Linked DNA regions of Rattus norvegicus: region 1 is linked to region 2. A link is a contact called in public Hi-C data. All regions are on one chromosome and are shown on one strand. The core of a region is the stretch at or near the end of the contact, and the rest is flanking DNA. Distances in the headings are between cores, read along the strand shown.

Evidence for each region. A called contact is a pair of places that touch in the nucleus more often than the background predicts.
Region 1: a Hi-C map of Schwann cells shows a contact between it and region 2, with 5 times the contacts expected there. The contact joins two enhancer-like sites. A contact is called at or near these places in 8 of 12 Hi-C or Micro-C datasets (the Rat2 cell line, Schwann cells, frontal cortex and 5 more).

The regions. Positions count from the first base shown.
Region 1 is chr3:175,517,184-175,522,087 of GRCr8, forward strand. No RefSeq gene overlaps it. Among named protein-coding and RNA genes, the nearest start is that of Sulf2, 200 kb to the left of the region's middle. Within about 2 kb of position 1,313, at least 16 of the 93 cell types and tissues checked have an H3K27ac peak or open chromatin away from gene starts, as enhancers often do. A contact at or near this core is called in Schwann cells, where this site is marked.
Region 2 is chr3:175,254,461-175,259,658 of GRCr8, forward strand. It overlaps Sulf2 (sulfatase 2), which reads right to left. Exons shown (of 21, transcript NM_001034927.1): 6 at 1,357-1,507. Among named protein-coding and RNA genes, the nearest start is that of Sulf2, 67 kb to the right of the region's middle. Within about 2 kb of position 2,616, at least 10 of the 93 cell types and tissues checked have an H3K27ac peak or open chromatin away from gene starts, as enhancers often do. A contact at or near this core is called in Schwann cells, where this site is marked.

The DNA of each region.
Region 1 (4,904 bases), core at 63-2,562, 260 kb after region 2:
CCCCAGCTGTGGACACAGCAGAGTTTATTCTGCTCCGATTTGCAAAGAACGCTCACCTGTCTTTTTCTTTTTCTTTCTTCCTACCAGTTACTTTCCATGCTCACGCGATCCAGGATCCAGTGTTTAGACAATATTTCTTTATATATACAAAGAAATGAGGCTAAAACACACGCAAAGCTAGGCAGGTCCCTCTCTGCCCACAGGGCTCCTGTAGTATGAAGAGGAGTTTCCTCCTGCGGGCTCAGCCTCTGCCCACCATGTAGAGTGAGTGAGGACACAAGGCCCAGCCGGGAAACAGAGTGGCCGAGCAGAGAAAGGCTGCGTGTGAAGGAGCATGGACCTGGGCAGTGCAAAGCCAGGGCCAAAACCGATCCAGCAGTCATGCCAGGGTGCAGCCTGCACAAATTCAGCAGCTCCTGATAGCATCGTCTACAGGCCTCGACATGCTGACTTGTCTGTGTGTTCATATGTGGGTTCAAGACGGGAGCAGAAGCAAGGTACACACAGGGAAACTGGAGGGGGCAGAGTGGGACAGACTGAAGGACACAGGAGGGGGGGAGGTGAGGGAGGATGCAGTTCTAGAAAGCAAGGAAAAGCAGAGGGAGGTGGGGGCAGAACAAGAGCTGCAGGAGTGGGAGGAGAAATTAGGATCGGGCCACTGAGGTCTCTAGCATTCAATGCTGGTGAGGGTTCACATCCCCAGAATGTTCTAGCAGCTGCTAAGTCAGGTGACAGTAATCCTGGGCTCCAACTGCCAGACTACCAGACCCCATGCCATACACACATCATCCAGGGCCTCTGGGTCTCCTGAGTACAGTTCACTGTGCCCACCCAAGAGACACGAGGCCTGGCATTGTGGAGTCAAAGCCAATGGCTCTCCCCAGGAAGCGGGAGGGACCAGATGTGCTTTTGTGGTCTCCATGGAGACCTGCCAACTAGGCGTCCTCCAAGGGCAGAGGCCTCCGAGCTTTAGTTTTTGACCGGCTTTTGATAGAATGCACACATTTTAAGCAAATCTGCTAGGCACGTGAAAGACCAAGGCGCCCTCCCAGCTACAGGGGCCCCAGCCGACCAGCACACCCAGAGCACCGACAGACAGCCGCGTGGCTGCCTCGATAGCAGTGGGCGTCACAGGTGCAGCTTTTGGGTTCTGCTCCGCTCCACCTGCCATTGTTTAAGCCTGCCAGCTCCGCTTCCAGCAGGAAGGCCCCGTGGCTCTGTCCTGGGTGAGAGGAAGAGTAATGACCTCCATGTGGCTTGAACAGGAAACAAAGCCAACCGGGCGAGAGCAGAGATGACTCAGAGAGTAGGAGTCTATTCATTTAGTCAGCAAAACCCAGGCCTTCTGAGAGCCAAGCCTGAGCAGGCAGCGCACAGTCCCTTCTCTAGGGCGTTGGATGCTCAGACATCAACAGCTGACGGTGACTCCCAGCCGAGGAGACAGAGACCACAGGTTAGAGAATGATGAGGATGAGGGGACAAGAAGAAAAGCAGTTGTGAGCAGTTGACACATGAGAAGGGACCTGAATGAGGAAAAGGAGCCAGATGAGAGTACAGGGAAGAGAGACCCAGGAGAAGGGAACAGCCAGGACGGAGGCTCAGAGTCCCCCAGCTGCTGGGGCACTTGGCCACGAAGATGGAGGATCTCCATCCCTCAGAAGGGCTCCTCCCTTTTTCTTTAAGGGTTTGTGAGGGCTGAGTGCCACAGGATCCCCCTCACACTAACCTGTCTATCAGCTTTCAAACAGGCCCTCTAAAACCCCAGAAGCAGCAGGTCCCTAAGGCCAGCAAGTTCCCAGCATCAGCCCCCATTCCAGGGGCAAAGCTGTTCCCCTCCCCCATGTCTCCTCCCATCAGCTTTACAACAACCCACATGCAGAGAGACGCCAGCTAGGACATCATTGCCCAACCCTTCGCTCTGCTGACAGAGCCTGGCAACTGTGTGTCTGGAGACCACCCCGAACCACCCACAGAAGGTCTCTTGGGAAATCCCTACGCTGGCTCAGCCTTGAGCTGATGGCTTGCTAAGAGCTTCAGACCTAGAAGGATCTGTCCAAAAACCCATATGATTAAAAAACTCCCAGACCTACACTCCCCTCCTGTCCTCTGGGATGAATGACTCTCAGGTGACATTTGGGGTAGTCTGATGGCCCAGGTCATTTTGGTCTGGGGGATGTTCTGTGTCTCTGTCTAGCTGTCCCCTTCCCTCCTCCTTCCCGCTCCTTCTCTTCCTGTCTCACTCCCTTCCTCCACCCCTTGCTTTCCACAGCTCTGAAATCACCAGCAGGGTTTGCAGCCTGGGTTCTTCCCAGATGGGAGGAGCCACTAATTTCATCTCTGCTCATGAAGAGTCAACAGATTCTTATTGGTGATATTGGAATTTGAACATGAAATGTGCCCCATTGGCTATGGGTTTAACTGCTGGGCCCCCGACTGGTGGTACAGTTTAGGAAGGTTAGAGCTGTTGGGAAGTGGAGTCTCGGAGGGGTGGATCCTTGAGGTTTTATAGCCCGGCTCCACGTCTCTGCTTCCTGATACAATGTAACCAGCCAGCCTTCGGTTCCCTGTCTGCTCCCATGCCTTTCCTGTGTCAGTGGAATCATCCTCTCAACCTGTAACCCAGAATAATGTCCCTTAAACGGCTTCTTGTCAGGAGCTGTGAAACAGGGAATGTCACTAATGCGCTTTGAAATACTAATCCCATCTGGGGTCAGCAGAGAGCCCGGGGATTGTGGGTAACAGAGACATTTGTGGACCTTACAGTTATGATCAAGAGCTTCCATGTGGGGATGGATGGCAGAGCCATCTCAGGTCTGTGGAGAGAAAGGGACAAAGAAGCCCTTCCTTAGAGAGCTTACCCTCTTCAGGGGAGTGGGATCATTCACAAACAAGCAAATGATGGCATCACCTCTAGCAGCATGAACAAATGAATGGGCAAATGAATGAATGAATGAATGAATGAATGAATGAATGAATCCTGGGTTTTCACGGCTTTCCGTAAACAAATTTCTTTTCATCCTTCAAGGCTTTCCTCTGTTCCTCCCTGGCAGCCTCCCAACTCCACTGTACCCACGTTTCATCCCGTGCCGCCCGAGCCACCTGCAGCAGCCCTGCAGCCAAATGCCAGCAGAGGGGCTGTAGGATGAGTATGTGTTTGTGTTCAGAAAGTGCGACTGGGATGGGATTGTGTTTATAAGAATTGCATGACAAGTGGATGCATTCGTGTGCATGTCCATGCAGGAGGCTGGGAAGGTGGGGAGCACTGGACTGTATTTTGTGGGTTAGAATGATGTTGTCTTTGGCAAGGTTATGCATGGTAGGTGATTTGGTCTGCAGGTGTGTGTGTGTGTGTGTGTGTGTGTGTGTGTGTGTGTGTGTGTGTGTGCACTCGAGTGTTTAGATCAGCTTTGTAAGTTTGTGGATGAGTGAATTTGCGTGGTTTTTACAAGGGCACCTGTGAGCGCTTAGGTAAAGGTGTGGAAGTATGTTTGTTTGCAAGTATGTGAACATGTGTGTGTGTGTGTGTGATTTCCCTGTTTGACTGACCAAAGGAGACACAGACCACACTGTCCTGCTGGTGGCCCAGAGCTGCAGAGCAAGATAGACTTCTGCCTGGCACTGTCCTCAGAGCAGAGGGGAATAGAAGTGGGGAGAGAGTCCCATAAACCCTGATGGGACACTGTATCCTGCCTCCTGGAGTTCCTGGAACCATTTCAAGGGAAGCCTGAGGTTACCTGTGTAAGCCAAGGATGCACCTGAGGCAGCCAGGTTGCATTTGGCAAGTACCCGCCAATACTCTCCTCTGTGTAGGTCATTAAAGGCCTGAAGTGCCTGCCTCATGGAGGCCACGGCTGCCTTACCTGATCTATCATCAAGGACTCCCTGAGATGGGCGGAACCCACCAGGCTACCTGGCCCTGTTGCTGTGAGCTCTGCCTTGTTAGATCGGCAGCTTGGTCTCTCAGTTTGCTGGTGCCCTTTGTGGACAAAATAAAATGGCTTTGTTTGTGGCGTGATGAAAGCTAGAGGTCTATTCCAATAGTGTGAGGCAACATTTGGACAGTGTTTTACACAGTGCTAGTTGCCAGGGTCACGGTCGCGGTCATGGTCACTGTCATAGGCACAGCCGTGGCAGCATTCCCACTCTCAGACCTGAGCCTCAACCTGAGAATGGTGCTGCCGTAGACTCCATGGTCATGCCTGCCTGCCTCTCCTCTCATATGGCCACCTTAGAGGCCGCAGAAAACTCTTAGGGATTGTTCCCCTGTCCCTTACTTTGGACACCTCTTGTCAGTGGCCCAACAGGCTCTATTCTTTTGAAACTCTGGCTTGCCCAGCATTAATGGAAACTCACTCACTGTCTCCACTTGACACTGGATGCCAGAAGCCTCAGCCCCTGAATCATCTTGATTTCACACACCATCCCTGCCTAATTCGACCTCCACTGTCCCAGAGAATATCAGCAGGTGGGGGAGGCAAACATCAGTCTCAGGCTCGGGGTCCAGGCTTGCTCCTCATACCCTCCTGCCATTTCACCATTTGCAGTTTGCCCTCCCATCCATTCAGAGCCCCAGATTCCAAATCACTGAGATTTCTAAGTCAGAAAAGCCCCCTGGCCAATAAGCTCACTCCTTGTCCAGTTCCTGGGAAGGGCTGGATAGGTGGGTGTGTCCCCTCCATGAAGTCAATGTGCAAATCCCCTGTGGGAACCAGCACAGGGTTTGGGTAGAGATGGTGGGACTGCACCAAGGCTCTGGACTGAGGGGACACAGCTTGTCTCTCCAGGTCCATCCAGGTCACAACCATGGCTGGAAGCAACTTCAGGCACTGTGCTTGGAGTCAGGGATTAGACCTTCACAAGTGTTTGCAGACGACTGCCAGGCTCCGTGCCGTGAGGCTGTGCAA
Region 2 (5,198 bases), core at 1,366-3,865:
AATGAATGCATGAATGAATGAAGGAGGGAAGCTGGATGTGGCCAGGGTAGGCATTTATACCCTGAAATAGAGTCCTGCATGAGGGTCTGCAACTGGCCGGCGTGGCTATGGAGCACACGAACTGTGTCTAGCGTGGCCAAGGAATGGACTTTGAATTTTATATCATTTTGATCTAAATTTAGATAGCTATGGATCCCTTTTGAGTAAGCTGTTAGCCCACACAGTGGAATATAATTCCTTAATATCTGAGGTGTGTGTATGAGTACATTCTGTCATGTGTGTGAAAGTCAAGGACAACTTTTGGGAGTCAGATTTCCCGCGCCCGTGGGTCCTGGGGATTCCGGCACAGGCTTCACTATGGGTGAGCCTTGAAAACTGTGTTCTGATGGAAAAAGCCAGTCCCCAAAGGCCATATTTTTATGATCCATGTGTAACGGAATGCCCAGATTATCAGGAAGGGCTTAGTACCTGCAGAGACTGGGGTGACGGTTAAGGGAAGGTGATTTTCCCGCGGGGGGAAGGGGGTGATGAAGATGTTCAAACCTGACAGGAGTAATGGTTGTACAACTCCATGTGAATGCACATGGCGCCGTGCACGTGGCCAAGCTGATGTCAGTGAGCGCTGTGCACGAGGTTTAGCTGATGTCAGCGAGTGCTGTGCACGTGGCTTACTTAGCTGGTTAGAGCGCTTGCCCAGTGTGGACGAGGCCCTGAGTTCAATCCTCAGCAGCGCATAAACCACGTGGCACTCCCTGTCATCTTAGAATGTGGGAAGTGGAGGCAGGAGGATCAGGAATTCCAGGTCATCCTCAGTGACATGGTGAGTGCTAGACCAATGTGGGCTACAGGAGACTCTGTCTTAAAAACAAAACGAACACCCATTGCGTCCTATACTTTATCTGAGGGCATGAGTCACAGCTCAGTAAAGCTACTGTAATTTTAAGTGGGTTTTTGTTATTGTCGTTGTTTGTTTGATTTGCTTTTTTTTTTTTTTTTAAGAAACAAAAGCAGCCAAGCAAATAGTGGTTTTTATATGTAATTCCAGAACTCAGGAGGCTGAGACAAGAGACTCCCCATGGGTCAGAGGCTAGTTTAGCTATTTAGTGAGATCTATGCCTCCCCAGGTTATAAAGAACAAGACTCTATTTTTTTTTTTTTAAAGAAAGAAAAGCAGCAGGTTGCCGTGGCTTTTACCAAGCAGCATAGGCTCATGGGGAAAGTTCAGGAGTCAGAGGCCTTCCCTCTGGATTTATCCAAGCCCCTTTCCCAGGTGGACAGAGTGCTTGACTCTTTGACTTAGGTTTTCAGATTAGGACAGAGGCCTGCTGGGGGGGGGGGGCGAGGGGCGGGGCCTACCGTCTCCATGGAGTCGTCCACAGACATGAGGGTCTGCAGGCGTTTGCGCTGTAGCATGTTGGTGAATTCCATGTGAATGGGCTTCATGGGTCCCGTGTAGCGCATGATCCAGTGCTTGTCTGGGTTGGGTGCATAGTTGTAACTCGGTGTGCTGGTGGCAAACATAAGCAGTCAAGAAAATGTCATGGGCAGCTGGCTCCAGTTGGGGGCAAGTGAACTGGCCTGAGGTGTTAATGGGAGGGGGGTCCCCAAGGGCAGAAAGCCAGCAGCTTGGCATGGGTCTTTCTTTGAGAACGTTCTGGAGTTTACTCATCAACCCTCTCTAGTTGAGAGCCTTCTCAGGCCCAGAACTTGATGCCAAGTCCCCATCCCTGAACTGCACCTTATTTATTTCCCAGCCCTGGGGCACACCCATGGCTGTCACTCTGGTGAAAGGAGGATCACAGGTAGGTGAGCTCTTTGCACTAAGCCTTGGTTTGAGAAAGCAAGGGACGGATGTAAAATTCAGTATGTCACAGCCGCGCACACAGGGCCCACACACTCTGAGAATGTCCACCTTTGGGACACAAGACATGCTTTTGGTTCCTTGTCACAATTATTCTTCCAGTTGCGATTTGATCGTTCTTTGAACTAAGATGGTAAGATCAGGAGGAGTTCAGGGCTTACTTGGACACCGCGAGAGCTTCCCTGGGCAAAAAAGAAAGCCAAAACCAAACCAAAAAACCCCCCAGAAACTGTAAATACAACCCACCAGAAGAGGGCATCGCTCCACCATCCACTGGGTCTCAAAACATGAGCACCCGTTCCCTCAGATTAAGCTGAAATTACAGCCAAGGGTTGTTTCTTGCTTGAGACAGACAGGCTAATCAGAGTGGAGTCTGGAGGGGGATGGGAGGCTGTAATGAGGCAGAGGAGGGCGGGTTTTCTTGTCAGAACAGCCAGTGCTCTCCCCTGCACTGACTCCGGCACTGGCCCTGCCTAGGGACCCCAGCACTCGGTCACATGTCAAAAGGTCTTGTACAGAGATGGTACCATGTCATCTCGCAGTAGTCCCACAGATAGGAAACTGCTACTGTGTGCTTCTGAGGAAGCCAGGGCCTCATGGCTCACCCAGCTCCTGGCAGCCCCCTGCTGCTAAATCCTTCCCAGCCCACATGTTCTTTGATTATGAGAAATGCCCGTGTCCTATGCGGCTGGCCCAGGGCATGACCTGCTTGTAGAGCATTCTTGGAAACAAGCCTCCTTGTCTCAGGGAGCTAGAAGGGGCTGCTGGGGCGGCGTGGGTGGTGACAGAGCCACACAGTCAGCAGGACTATGAGGAAGTCACTCCCTGGGACCCAGTTTAGACTCCAGGATACAATGGCTGTCCCTGACTTCACTAGGAAGTCTATCTGGGAGCCTCCTGCGTGGAGGGTGGCTCAGGTGGCCATGGGAGCCAACGAGTGACTTCCATCAGTCTTTTACTCTGGGAGACAGACTATGGAACTAGAAGTTAGAGAGCTGGGTCCTAACTCAGGGCCTGGGCCAGCCAGCTAGTCACCTGGCCCAGGCTGGGCTCCTCAAACACCTGAAGAAGGTTTGTGTGTCCCTAAAGAGCCTTCAGTTGGCCACCCCCTTTCCTTACTGGAGGTGATGCCCAGAGGCGACCTCCTTCATATCGGCCAGTGAAACCCTTTATACCATGCGTCTCAGAGCAGCAGGCTGTGACGTCACAGATCTTGGGAGGGCTTGCTCCCAGATGTCACATGCTGGAAGATGTGCTGAGGGCTGGCAGGTGTGTGTGTACATGTCTGTGCGGATCTGTGAGCTTTGGTACCTGTATGTTCACCTAGTCATGTGCGTCTCTGTATCTTTGTGCTTGAGCGTATTTGAACGTTTGCATGTGGCTGTTTTGGTGGTGCGTGTCTGTGTTTACCTGTGTTTGTCTCTGTGTGAGTTCTTTTGTGCCTGTTGTCTGTGTCTGCATGTGTACAGTGTGTCTACATATGTGCTGTGTACATGTATCTGTAAACGCCCATGTACATGTGTGAACATGTATGTTTGTGTGCCTGTGTGCATGTGCTGTGTGCCCCATGTTTCTACGTGTCTATATTTCAGCGTCTTGAATGCATGCTTGCATGTGTGTGGTATAGTGGGGGAGGAGAGCCCTGAGAGGACCAAGGGAGGTGAACAGTGCTGGTGGTAGCTCGCTCAGTAATGCTTGTCATAGCACGAAAAGTCTGCTCCAGGAGCAGGGATAAGGCAGGCGCGGTGAGAGTGGGGGATCCCAGCTGAAGGCCCTGCATGACACCATCCATGCAGAACTCTGCCTCCTCTTCACCTCGCCTTGTCATAGTTGCCCTCCTGCAGAACTGTTAGGAGCTGCTGTCTTCCAGGGCAAGAGCCTCCCAGAGCCCCCCCCCCCCCAGGCCTGAGGAGTCTCTGGGTTAGGAAGTCTCTTGCTATTCATTGTCAGTCTGTAATGCCACTTCAAAGGGACAGTGCGGGAGCAGGCAGTGTCCAAGATCACACCCCTCTGGTAGGAACTTGGCCCAGGATGGAGTACTGCTGGCCCCCCTCTCTTGGAAAGAGGGTAGAGAGGCCAGCGAGTGAGGGGAGCTGGGCAGACAGGCACCATTGGTACAGAGGCTGTATGGGGCACTCAAGGTGAGGGTAGCCTGCTGCCCCCCCAAATGCGGTTCATCGTCTCCTGTCAGCCCCTCCCTGAAGTCCAGGGATCAGAAGGCTAACATACCCATAATCCCTCTGAGTGCGGCACACTGTCAGAAAATAATTAGGACTGAGCTGGTGGGGGAGGGTGGCGCATTCTGACCGTAATGAAAATTAAACACCCTGGATGTTAAGGCGGAGTCCAAATTACCCTGTCCTTGCTGCCCTACAATGTTGCAGCGGCGAGGGCTGCTGAGTGTCACTGCTGAGCCTGAGGGAGTCTGAGGCCGAGAAAAGCCAGAACGCTTTTCAGAAAGATGCACTAGCTGATTGGGTGCGGGACTTGGGGGCTGGGCAGTGAGGTGGGAAGCCTAGTGGTGGCTGGATTTGGATCCAGGTCCTGTGGTGTCGCCGAAGCTGGGTGACCTCTGTGTTTCCTCATCTGTAAGATGGGGACACTGAGACAGCATCAACAGTGGCCCTAATGGCCCGCTGCTTGGTCTTCACACTCCTATGAGGGCTTCTCTGATGGCACAGTGAGGTGTGTGCCCTGTGGAGGGAGAAGGGATGGTGGCTTCCATTTTTGCCTCCTTCCCTTTCTGCAGTGCAGCCTGGAGAGGCCCACACAGCAAGTGCTAAGATCTGTGTCAGGACCTCAGCTCACCCCCGCACGCACCCCCAAGCTCCTAGCACAGGGTTATGAGGCTGATGCATGCTTGCTGTTCAATGGTGCTAAACTTAGGAGTCATTTGCTATGTGACAACAGGGAATCGTTACACCAGGGTCACCATGAAGATCTGAGACTTGTTGCGGCCAGAAGCTGGCGGAGCTGTGGACCCTGTGATGTTTGATGGCACTTAGACTGGACTTAGTCACCTAGGAACTGTGAGGTGTTTCCAGAGAGATTTAATTGAGGAGGTAGGAACCCGCCTGAATGTGGGAAATACCATCCCATAGACCAGGGGCCTGGACTGACACAAATGCCAGCATTCCTCTCTGTGTCCTGACTGTAGATGCAATGTGATCAGCTGCCTCCTGCTCTGGTCACCCCACCCTCCCAGCCATCATGGATTGGACCCTCAAACTGGGAACAAAAGTCAATCTTTCCTAAGTTCCTCTTCCTCAGACATTTTGTCACAGCAACCAGAAGAGTTCAGGCTTCAACCAAACAGGTTTAAACACATGATATAAAC